2 separate regions of the Mus musculus genome follow, and region 2 is linked to region 1. Evidence: chromatin contacts called from public HiChIP or PLAC-seq data. All regions are on one chromosome and are shown on one strand. The core of a region is the stretch at or near the end of the contact, and the rest is flanking DNA. Distances in the headings are between cores, read along the strand shown.

Region 1 (5,664 bases), core at 247-2,746:
AAAGGCAGAAGCTGGCGGAGGTCTTAAGTAAGGGGTCGTTCCCATAGCTGACAGGTGCCTACAGTGGGGTAGAGAACCTTGTCCCAAAGGGAAACACAGAATAGAACATCAACCTCTCTCTCTCTGGTTCTTAAAAAGTGAATGATGTCATTGGCGCCTCTGCACAGGAATGATTCACCCCTGCTGCTCTCTGATGAAGTCAGAATTTTGCAGTAGGGAGGAGCTGAGTTCACAATGGATTGCCACACTCCAGTGTGTTGCCACTGAAGACGTGTCTGTGACTATTTATAGATGGAGCCTGCATTAGGAGTTAAGTGCTCAGAACCCCAGAGTCTGGGAATCAGAGAACACGTTCATGGGCTGTGCCTCGTCCTTTCCTGACACAAAACTGTGTAGCATGATTTAGCAAATGAAACTGTATTCCTAGGAAATTGTCCCAAAGAGAGGCCAAAGAAGCCTCCTAAAGACAACTTTGATGAACTTGCTTCATCTACGGAATGTGTGTTTTTTCTCATCTTGATCACAGTGTATGTCTAAAAAAACAAAAACAAAACTGAAAAGACAAGATACAGTGGAACACACCAATAACCCTAGCACCCAACGGGGCAGAGGCAGGTGGGTCATTGTGAGGTTTAGGGCAGCTTGACCGACATGGTACCTTCCAAGCCAGCCAAGGCACCAGAGGGAGACCCTGTCACAAAGAAAAAGAATCTGATGCATTTACAACGTGGAAATCTCAATGATTAACTAGGAAGTTCACTCTGTCGTGTGTTTATTGATGCCATTAAGGGTTACTAGATGCTTCCTATCTGCCAGGAATCTATTTACAGCACCTGGCTGCCACACTCTGAGGACAGTGTAACTGTCTATTCAGCTTCCGAAGTCTAACTGATAGGGCTTGAGTCTGGCAAATAGGAAACAGGTGGTAATCGTGACTCCCCTAGTTTTACCATGAATCCTTCTAGCAGGGTGTACTTAGGATTGGGACAGAGGGAGAACACAGATAGTGTGTGCTCTCAAAGGAGCTCCAGTCCAGGAAAATTCTTGCAACCAAACCTGCTACTTCCAGCTGATGGGGTAAGTGCTATAAGTTAAGTACAAGGGGAGTGGCATACAAAGGTCTGAGAAGACTCGAATAAATGACATATTGCTCTTTGGCAATCTCCATTAAACTCCACCCTCAAGCACTAGTTTCTTTGTGTAGCTCCCTCCTATAATGATTGTGAGTTTGGCCAGGAACACCAGCTTACCTCAATGGTATCTCGCCATGATTGATGCAAGCTGCAGCTTGCTGTGGTCTTGCTCTTTAGGAATAAAAAAATTTCCCCTGGAACCCACCCACCACGCTCTGAAGAAAATCAACCAGTCTTACATAGAAGCCCCGTATGGAAGAGAACTGTGACCTTGGCCATTAGCCTCAGCTGAACTAACAGCTGGTGCTGCCATCTGTGTGGGTGGAGCCACTAGAAATTTCCACCCTAAACTCCCGACCAACCCCTGGGAAGCTGAAGAACCGCCTGACTCATCAACCCACGGAGATATGAGACATGATGAGCTGTTGTTGTCTTAAGCCACAGGGTTTGGAGGTGGCTTGTTCCGCAGCACTGGATAACAAAACATGCTGAGACTTGGTATCGTGGAAGTTAGCCCGGCCAAATGGAGAACACGTGAGAGGCGTGAGATGGCACAGCGATCTGGATTCTGTATAGGAGGCTGAATAGGAGACTGGGAGTATAGGTCGGGGAGAGGCATTTACTGGAACTGGAGGTCGGCCAAGTCTAGATCAGAGCAGTTGAAGGTAAGTAAATAGTCGTCTCCAAGATTTCCTTTGATCGATAATCCAGTGATAAGCCTGGAAATGTTCCGTAGATGTGATTTATGGCAGGGTACAGCACAAAGCAGAATCAGCAGAGAGGAAAGGCATATGAGGCAAAGTCTGGGGTGATCATCTGAGACAGGAAAGGGGTTTCCTTGAGATACTTCATGCATAAACAACCCTCGCCCAGTGGCTCCCAGACACAGTTCCCACAGCAGTGAGTGGCTACAAGGCCTGTGAAACACTACTAATTGAGGCTCCTTGCACTCGGCACCCTAGGGCTCCTACCAGGGACTTGGCTACACTGCGATGCTCAAATGCTCCACCACACAGCATTCATCTAAATGCAAGAGCATTTTCTGAAAAGACAGATTAACACCAAAAGCTGCAGTCTTGGAGTAGGTTACACTCAAAACTGTAGGTGGGTCTCGTCTAGTTAGTTGAAGGCTTTCATCAGTTCCCCTTAAAAAAAGAGTAGAGTCTAACCCAAGACTGTAACACAGGATACCCACCTCGGTGTTCAGCCTGTTACTCTGCAGATTTGGAGTCAAAACTACAAAATATACTGAATTAGAAGCCTTCTAACCTGCAGCTTTTGACTTTGCTGGCCACTTAAATGTTCCCAATATCCTGTGTTCGTGTGTGTGTGTGTGTGTGTGTGTGTGTGTGTGTGTGTGTGTTTCGATTCCAGGGCCCTCTTCCTGAGTTACATGTGAGAGCCCAAAAGCATAAGAGAGCTGGATTTATATCTGTGTAGGAGTTGGAGTCACTGTCTGGAGCCCTGATGTTCCCACAGACTCAAGCCCTTCTCCCACTTCCTTCTCTCCTAACAGCATCTATCTATACAGGCTTAAACACGTCAGGATGTTAGTGGGACACAAGGACACACCTAGAATGGTATAGCCAGAAGGGACTCAGTGGGACCCCAGGCAAAGTGTGGTCCAAAGGAAAGCTAATTTTGCATGCCCTAAAAGCTTTTGGAATGCAGAGGCTCAAGCCCTAACCTATCCCTGGATCTACAAAATTGGAATACAGATTTTAACAAGATCTCCAGGCAATCTGAATATTAAAGTTAGAGAAGCACTGTCTTGCTCCCTAGTTTAATAATTTATTTTAGTCTATTGGTGGTGGTAGCCCACAGATATAATCCCAGTATTTGGAAGGCAAAGTCAAGGTCACCACAAATTTAAGTCCAGCCTGACCTACATACATAGCAAGTTCCATATCAGCCAGGGCTGCATAAAGACACTCTGTGTCATTACAAGGGAGACATTGAACTAAAGAAAAGATATTTGGTCAGAAGAGAAGGGGAACTTAATGTATTTTTATCTTATGATTCTAAAATATAAAATACAGAAAGTAATATCTGCCATCTATCGCGTTTTGCAGTTAGTTGCTGAATATTCTGTACTTTTCTCATATCACAGACATACGTTCAAAGCTCTGGTGTACCCCTTCCTCAGCCCTGCCCCTCAGAAGCTCTGTCTCTCAGAGGTGTTATTTTGTATACAGCTAAAAATACAAGTGCATCCTAAATACTTGATGGTGTTTTGATCTTCCTTCCTTCCTTCCTTTCTTCCTTCCTTTCTTTCTTTCTTTCTTTCTTTCTTTCTTTCTTTCTTTCTTTCTTTCTTTCTTTCTTGTTTTGGGTGTCTGTCTGTCTGTCTGTCTGTCTGTCTGTCTGGAGACAGGATTTCTCTATGTAATCCCCCTAGCTGTCCTGGAACTCACTCTGTAGACCAGGCTGGCCCAGAACTCACAGAGATCCCCTTGCCTCTGCCTCCCGAGTCCTGGGATTGAAGGTATGTATCATCACACCTGGTTTTAATTTTCATAGGAGTAGTGTACTTTATGTGGCTTCAACATCCTGATTCTACTCAGTGATAATCATTTTGAAGTTTAGCCACATGAATACATAAGGGTCCCATTTGGTAAATACTTATCTGTCTTCCTGGTGAAGCATTTGGGGTTTTTTTGTTTTTTGGGTTTTTTTCCTACAAAATGTGCTGCCGTGGATGGGTCAGTGTATGGACGTGTAGAGGGGCTTCTAACATTCTCAGATGCATTCCTCCCTCACTGGAAGGAGCTTTTTCTCTAACAAAAGTCCAGGGTTGCATTGCAGGTATAGGGAGTATAAGATGCTTCTGGCTTATATCTTGGGGGCTTTCATGTCCCAGGGGAGCAGATGCAGCCAGCTTCCACAAGAAAGTGACCCTTGAAGATGTCCGTACATCCTGACTCAATCAGAGTTACACAGAGACCTTGTTGAAAACTCTCTGTTCTGTTCACCTTCTTCTTTAGGTCTGTGACTGGGAACAATGACTGGAAGTTTGATGACTGACACTCAGTGTGACAGGGAGACAGTGAGGTAGCAGAGCCACTACTTGAAGAGGGGAAGTCAATTGGTCCAATGGAAATCAGGACTAACAACCCATCAAATCTTCTGGGAAACAATCCGTCCAGCAGAGCTTGCTTTCTTTCTTTCTTTCTTTCTTTCTTTCTTTCTTTCTTTCTTTCTTTCTTTCTTTCTTTCTTTCTTTCTTTCTTTCTTTCTTTCTTAACTGTTTACTCTTTAGATTTATTTATTTATTATATGTAAGTACACTGTAGCTGTCTTCAGACGCTCCAGAAGAGGGAGTCAGATTTCATTACGGGTGGTTGTGAGCCACCATGTGGTTGCTGGGATTTAAACTCCGGACCTTTGGAAGAGCAGTCAGGTGCTCTTACCCACTGAGCCATCTCACCAGCCCCAGTAGAGCTTTCTTTATTCTCCTAAATTCTACCGACCTCCTTGATGGTATCTTTTGGATCCCTTGAAAGACCAGTTTTAGCTGGGATGCTGACAAGGACAGAGGCCTAGAGGACTCTCATTCTCATGTCTGTAAGTTGGGGGCGATTGTTTTGAGTCATCTTGATCACACTTAATGTGGTCTTTCACTCTCTGGGGTGCTAACCCAACTTCTTTACTCAGTGGTCTTAAGGCAAGAGTCCAGGGGGACAAAGAGATGCCATAAGAATGCAAGAGGGTGGGACAAAGATTTCCTGTAACATCACTTCGGATTCTGTTGGCTAAGAACTGACACAAGAGCCACCTGGAACAAGGAAATTGGGGCACACCTCCTTATTGTTTAGAAGGAGCAGCAAAGAATCAGTTGCAAAGGAGAATGGATTGAAACCTTTCAGCCCTTTCAAATTTAGGTTAACATGCAAAATAACAGATTTTGCCCGGACACACCGCTATACATGCACCACTGTACTTTGTTCTCATTTATTCCCTGCTGGAGCTCCCACCCTCAATTCTGCTCTGCTCTAGCCGGTTCCCTTCCTTTTCCCAACTCATCCCACCTTATGCTTTGCAACTACTTATATTCAATTACTCTAGTTTCCGCCCCCCCCCCGCCCCTTTTAAGATCTTTTCCTCCCGTTTCATGAACTCTGTCATGGTTTGAATGAGAATGCCCCATACAGGTTCATGTACTGAATGCTTGGTTCCCAGTTGGTGAACTGTTTAGGAAGGATTAGGAGGTGTGGCTTGTCGGAGGTGTGTCACTGGGAGTGGGCTTCGTGGTCTCAAAAGTCCACATGAAGCCCAGTTTACATACACACACACACACACACACACACATTATATTTGTGTGTATATGTATATGAGTATGTCTGTGTCTGTGTGTATGTATACAGCAAATATAGAAATGATGAATCCAGTTTCTACATATGGGAGAAAACATTTGTGATTTGCTTAGCTTCACATAAACAAACAGATTTCTAGTCATATTCATCTACCTGCAAATGTCATGATTTCATTTTTCTTTATGGCTGCATACATTCCATTGTATGTATGTACCATG
Region 2 (5,407 bases), core at 2,050-4,549, 160 kb before region 1:
ACCTCTGAGGAAGTCAGAAAAAGGCCCCAAAGAAGCCTGGAGGTTTGAGCCTAGGGCTTGCAGAGCGTGAGGGCTGCGTGTGCTGTGCACTACCATCTCAGAACTGGCTGGCCACACTGGTTTCCTGCCTCTGGAGCGCAGGCTCTTAGCTTCCCCTGTGTTTGTTTCCCTTTTTGTTTTTGGGTTAATGGCCACTTTACTGACTTCCCCTGACAAGGGCTTTAGGTCCCAGAGGGCCATGCTTTTAGATGAGAAAGAAGGACAACGGGTTTCTTGTCCACCTGTTTCCCTAGCATCCAAGGCTTTAGAGAAGCTGAGCAGACACCCGACAGTGACCTCACTTCTGCCCCAGGCTGGTATACAACTCCAGTGAACTTCTCTCTGGTTGTCTGGGTGGCTAAGGATTCGAACCCAGGCCTTCTGGACTGTGAAATCCCTAAAAGGGAGGACCAAATATTAGATGGAAAGGGAAGCTGAGGTGGTGCTGTGGAGCACAGATGTGACTGAGAGAAGAAGCCCATCTCATTAGATGTCTCATTTCATACCTGCCACTCAGCTCCTCTGAGTTGGTCTGCCAGCTTGGGTAGTGACATGCTTCCTTTGTCTTACTATGGCTCAGGAACCTTAGAAAATGGCAGCACGGAATCATCTGACCCACTGAGGCCGGGGCCATGCTGTTTGGTGAGGACCATGGAGCATGTGGGAAGGAGGGTAGATGGGACATGCTGGAAACCAGCCATACAGATGAGACTCAGTAATAACAGCAGGGCGGTGGGAGTGGCGACCTCATCCCAGCTCACCCTACAAAGGAGACAAGGGAATTTTCCCAGCACCATGGAGATGAATAAACACATCTTCCTCTCTCTCCCAGGCCCTGACCTTTTGTTCAGAGCTGCAGGCTGGGTGCCACTGGAAGGAGCCTGTGGACAGAGGCAGCTGCATCCATGGATCCCCACCCTACCCCCCCTGCCCCCACATTTCTCCTCTGTAGCTCACTCCCACCAGGTAGCAGAGCTAGCATTCAGTGTGTAGACTTTCCAGAGTCTACACACAAATACTTGGGCACGGATGGTCATGGCAGTGTTATTCTCAGCAGTTTCCTGTCCACAGGAAACAACCCAAATGCCCGAGGGTTGATGGACAAATATACCGTGGTATATCCATATATGGTATAACGCCATTCAGCATGGAGAGGAAGAACTTCTAGTGACTGTGGCAGGCTGGACCTCAAAACTTGTTAAGTCAAAGAAGCCAGACCCAAAATGCATTGCAAGATCCCATTTGTGTGGAAATCTGGAAAGGGTAAGAATGTGGTGTGGGCAGAAAGCAGTTGGAGGGGTTGGGGGGGCTAAGGCGTGGGGGAGAGAACCAACTGCCAGCAGCCAGGAGGAAACATTTACATTTCGGAGCAGGGGAAATGGTCTAAATGTGAGCATGCCTGTAAGCATTCACTCAGATTCTCCCAGCTCCTCGCTTTCAATGGGGCAGCGTTTACTGCGTCTAAACCCTGACAATGTGAAGCTTTGCAAAGAGGAGCCACGGTCCAAAGCCAACCCTGCCCCAGCGGATCCAGCAATGGTGCACGTTGGTATTTATCCAGAGGACTTGAAAGATTTGCGTCTGCACACTAGCCTAGTGTTTACAGCTTCAGTTTTACTCCTAATTGCTCAAACATGGAAGCAATCAAACTGCCCTTCCCTGAATGAATGGGTGAAGACTGGTACCCAGACAGTGGAATACATTAATACTGTGATGAGACGCACTAGGAGGCCTTGAAAGGTTAGGGGAGAGTGTGCACACTGTAAAGTGAAAGAGACCACTGCACTGAGTCATGCCAGTTCAGTAGCACATAGAGGGACACTGCAGGACCAATGAGAACATCACTGGCCGACAAAGGGTCAACAGAAAGGAAGGGTGAGAGGCTCTTAGATCACTGGTCATTCTTTACAGCAGAGCATCCACAGTAGGGAGGCTATGCATTTGGGGGAGGGGAGACCAGAAACTATGAACAATTGGGACTCTGTACTGTCTGTTGTCTTTCTGCAAACCTAAGAATGCTCTAAAATATAAAAATCTATCTAAAAACAAGGGCTGGAGAAATGACTCAGTTTGGCAAAGGGCTCAAGTTCAGATCCCCGGCACACATATAAAAAGCAGGTATGGCAGTGTGGACCTATAGTCTCAGTCATTGGAGAGGCACAGACGGCCCTGCCCTGGAGCTCACAGGCCAGGGAACCTAGCCAAGTTGGTGAGCCTTAGGTTTAGTGACATTGTCTTAAGAAATAAGGTGGAGAGTGATTGCAGAAGACACCAAGTGTCAACATTTGACCTCTAAAGATGAGCTCCCAGTGAGTGCGCGCACACACACCTGCATGTATACACACCTAAAAAGTGCGTGCATGCGCACACACACAATCTATCTGAGAACATAAATTTAGAAAGGAAAACACCAGGAGAAGGTCTTTTAACTCAGAAGACAGCTGCCAGTCCTAGAGGTTAGCCCTGCCTCCCTATATCCTGACCCTTCTCTGTGCTGTCCCTCATCTGGGATTTAGGTAAGACTCAGCAAACATCTTCCTGGTGGTGGTCAGGATTCTTGTCCCAGAGATAACCACATGGAAGGAAGGAACTGTAGACTTCTATGGAAGAACAGAAGTCTCTAAAATCCCCTGGAGAAATTCAGGGACAAAATCTCCAGCAGGCCTGGAAGCCCTGGACACCAGCTGGCTTTATCTCTGTGTGAGATTTCCAGCTCTCAGTTGAGTCCTCAAGTTGTCCTGTGTTATCCTAAATAGTCAAGGGTCGCTGGTGAGGAAGATATGTCCAGGGTTCTCCCTGAAGCCTTCAGTAAATCCCAGGAGCCTAGGCCACTGTGGCTGTTGAGAAGGTAGGCCATCCTGGGCCTGAGTCCCTCATCACTACCCCACCCACCCATCCCAGACCCCTGAGGTAAACTATGAAGTTACAGTTCTGCCCATGCTCTCTGGGAAGCCCTTTGGATTCAGTGTTGGGCCTTGGCTTGTTAACATCCAGGAAGTACTGCTGTATGACCTGTAGGAAGCAAAGAATGATAACTGCATCATCTCAGACTGCTCACTGCTGTGTGTGTGTGTGTGTGTGTGTGTGTGTGTGTGTGTGTCTGCCTGGTGTGTGTGTCTGCCTGGTGTGTGTGTGTGTGTGTGTGTGTGTCTGTCTGTCTGTCTGTCTGTCTGGTGAGGTGGGGACCTCTCCCTTCCAAACAGTACTCACTCAGCTGCTGACAGTGACCCAAAAGGAGTGGGTGCTTCACTGTGCTTTGTTTGGTTTCGTCTCATGGTTACAAGGGACAAGCTAAGCAAGTCATTTCCTGTCCCCGACCTTCAGCCTGAGACCTTGTTGTTGCTAATAAATAAGAGGCAGGCTCCTGCTGTTGCTCTTGCCTGAGGTCATCCTGATCCCACCCCCTGCCACTGGCACTGGAGCTGGTCCTGAGGACACTCCTTGGATCTAAGGCTCAAGGGTCCTGAGTTTAAGGAGCCAGTTTGAGAGCCTCATTTTAAGAATAGGGAGCCCCAGGCTCACGTGGGGATCAGGCTAGCAGAGTGAGCTTGGCAGGAAAAAACCCTACCAAGCTGTCTGGGGCTCCCCCATATCCCCCTGCCTCAGCTCATCAATGTTTACCCGTTTCTTCAGTGGATGTTAGTGTCATGTCTCTAATGCTTTTCTAGTTAGCTCTTAACCTTTATATTTTTCTAGAAAATCTCTTCCTTAGATTTCAAAAGTTTACATTCTTCTCCTATAACTTTAAAATTGATTTTGTGCTATCAATAGTTTTCAGTCTACGAGGTTTTTAAAATCTTTTAGCACTATATCTATGAAAAATGACTGTCACCACTCTTTCTATTTTAAATGTATGTGAAGGGGTGTGTGTGTGTGTGTGTGTGTGTGTGTGTATTTGTTATATGATTATGGTATATGGACTTGTGTGTGTGTGCGTGTGTGTACATGCTTTTAGAGGTCAGAGGTCAACACTGTATGTCAGTTCTCAATCATTTTCTACCTTTATTTTTTGAGTCAGGGTCTCCCACAGAGCCTAAACTCATCAGTTCAACAAAGCTGGCCAGCCAATGAGCTCCGACTTAAGTACTTGCATGGCAAAAAGTTCCCAAGCCCTTCTACCTGTCATTTATCTTGTCTTTAATCCCAGCGCTCAGGAAACAGAGGCAGGTGGATTATTTGTGAGTTCAAGGCCAGCCTGGTCTACAGGGAGACTTCCAGGACAGATAAGGCTACACAGAGAAACCCTGTCTCAAAAAACAAAACAAAAATAAGTAATAGATATAACAATAAAAAGCCTGGTCTATCTAGTGAGTTTCAGAACAGCCAGAGTTATATAGTGAGACCCTGTCTCAGATAGATAGATAGATAGATAGATAGATAGATAGATAGATATTTTTTAAACTGATAGTTTGTGTTTTAAATGTATATATTAGTATACTTCCTACTTTTATTTAGATGTATTTATTTGCATGTGTGCCTTTACCTATGAAGCACCTCATCAGCATCCAATATTTTCTCTCCATCAAAACACAGTCTGGGCCCCTCCTATTTGTTTTATCATTTATCATTCTCATTTTTGTTGATTTTTCAACAAGTATAAATTTAAAGTTTGTGTTTCTTATTTTAAATATAATAAATTATTTTAAATATTTTAATGTTTATGTATTTATATTTGTTTCCCAGGTCCTCTCCTTAGTTTTGCTATCCCTTTGTAATTCATTTTAAATTTCATTGAATTATACCTTGTTTGGAGGGAATATATAGTTTCAAATTTATTGATTATATTTCCTAGGGTTTCTGTATTCTTATTTATTTTAGACTACTTGGCCCATCATTTATGAGAGAGGATATTAATACATCTCACTGTAGTGATTTTTGTCAAGTGCTTCTGGGTGCCATTTTGTGCCAGTTCTAACTAGGGATCTGCAAGGTAGACTCTGGCCTCATGCAAAGCAGGGCCGGGGACTTCCCTGGGCTCCTTCTGGCTTTGTATTCTAACCAGCACACAGTCAATGCTCTAACAGCACAAAGGTCTCCAGCCATTGCCTTCACAGAGGTACTTGGCTCAGGGGCTGGGCACATCTGGCCTCCTCTAGCTGAAAGAGGCAGGGTTTCAGTTTTGTTTTGTTTGCTTCTACAGATTGTCAGCAGGTGCCACCTGCCATGGGTCAGGGCCTCAGGAACACCTGTGAGTCAGTGATTGCTGTCAGTTCTTCTGCCAAATCAGGCTGGAGAGTTTGAAGATTTATTTGTCCTGTCCCGGGCAGGTTAAGACATCCTTCGTCACGGCAAACCTGACCTCTAAAAAACCGTCTAGAGGCTTCCAGCATGCTCCCCAGCACTCAGGATGAACCCCTGTGTCTGCATG

The links. HiChIP or PLAC-seq counts read pairs in DNA pulled down with a chosen protein or histone mark.
Region 2: an H3K27ac HiChIP or PLAC-seq map of microglia shows a contact between it and region 1, with 7 times the contacts expected there. The contact joins the enhancer-like site here to the promoter of 5033421B08Rik in region 1. A contact is called at or near these places in 18 of 39 promoter capture datasets (the 3T3-L1 cell line, the C10 cell line, HPC-7-derived erythroid cells and 10 more), 26 of 484 Hi-C or Micro-C datasets (the C10 cell line, CD4 T cells, ECoMG-derived neutrophils and 12 more), 34 of 115 datasets of contacts at active chromatin or transcription factors (the HPC-7 cell line, T-cell acute lymphoblastic leukemia, astrocytes and 24 more) and 4 of 9 other capture datasets (adipose tissue, liver, macrophages and 1 more).

The regions. Positions count from the first base shown.
Region 1 is chr12:8,509,667-8,515,330 of GRCm38.p6, forward strand. 5033421B08Rik (a long non-coding RNA gene) reads left to right here and starts at 1,497. Exons shown (of 4, transcript XR_872469.3): 1 at 1,497-1,798.
Region 2 is chr12:8,348,127-8,353,533 of GRCm38.p6, forward strand. No RefSeq gene overlaps it. Among named protein-coding and RNA genes, the nearest start is that of Gm33134, 13 kb to the right of the region's middle. Within about 2 kb of position 3,300, at least 150 of the 459 cell types and tissues checked have an H3K27ac peak or open chromatin away from gene starts, as enhancers often do. A contact at or near this core is called in ECoMG-derived neutrophils, the HPC-7 cell line, LSK cells and 17 more, where this site is marked.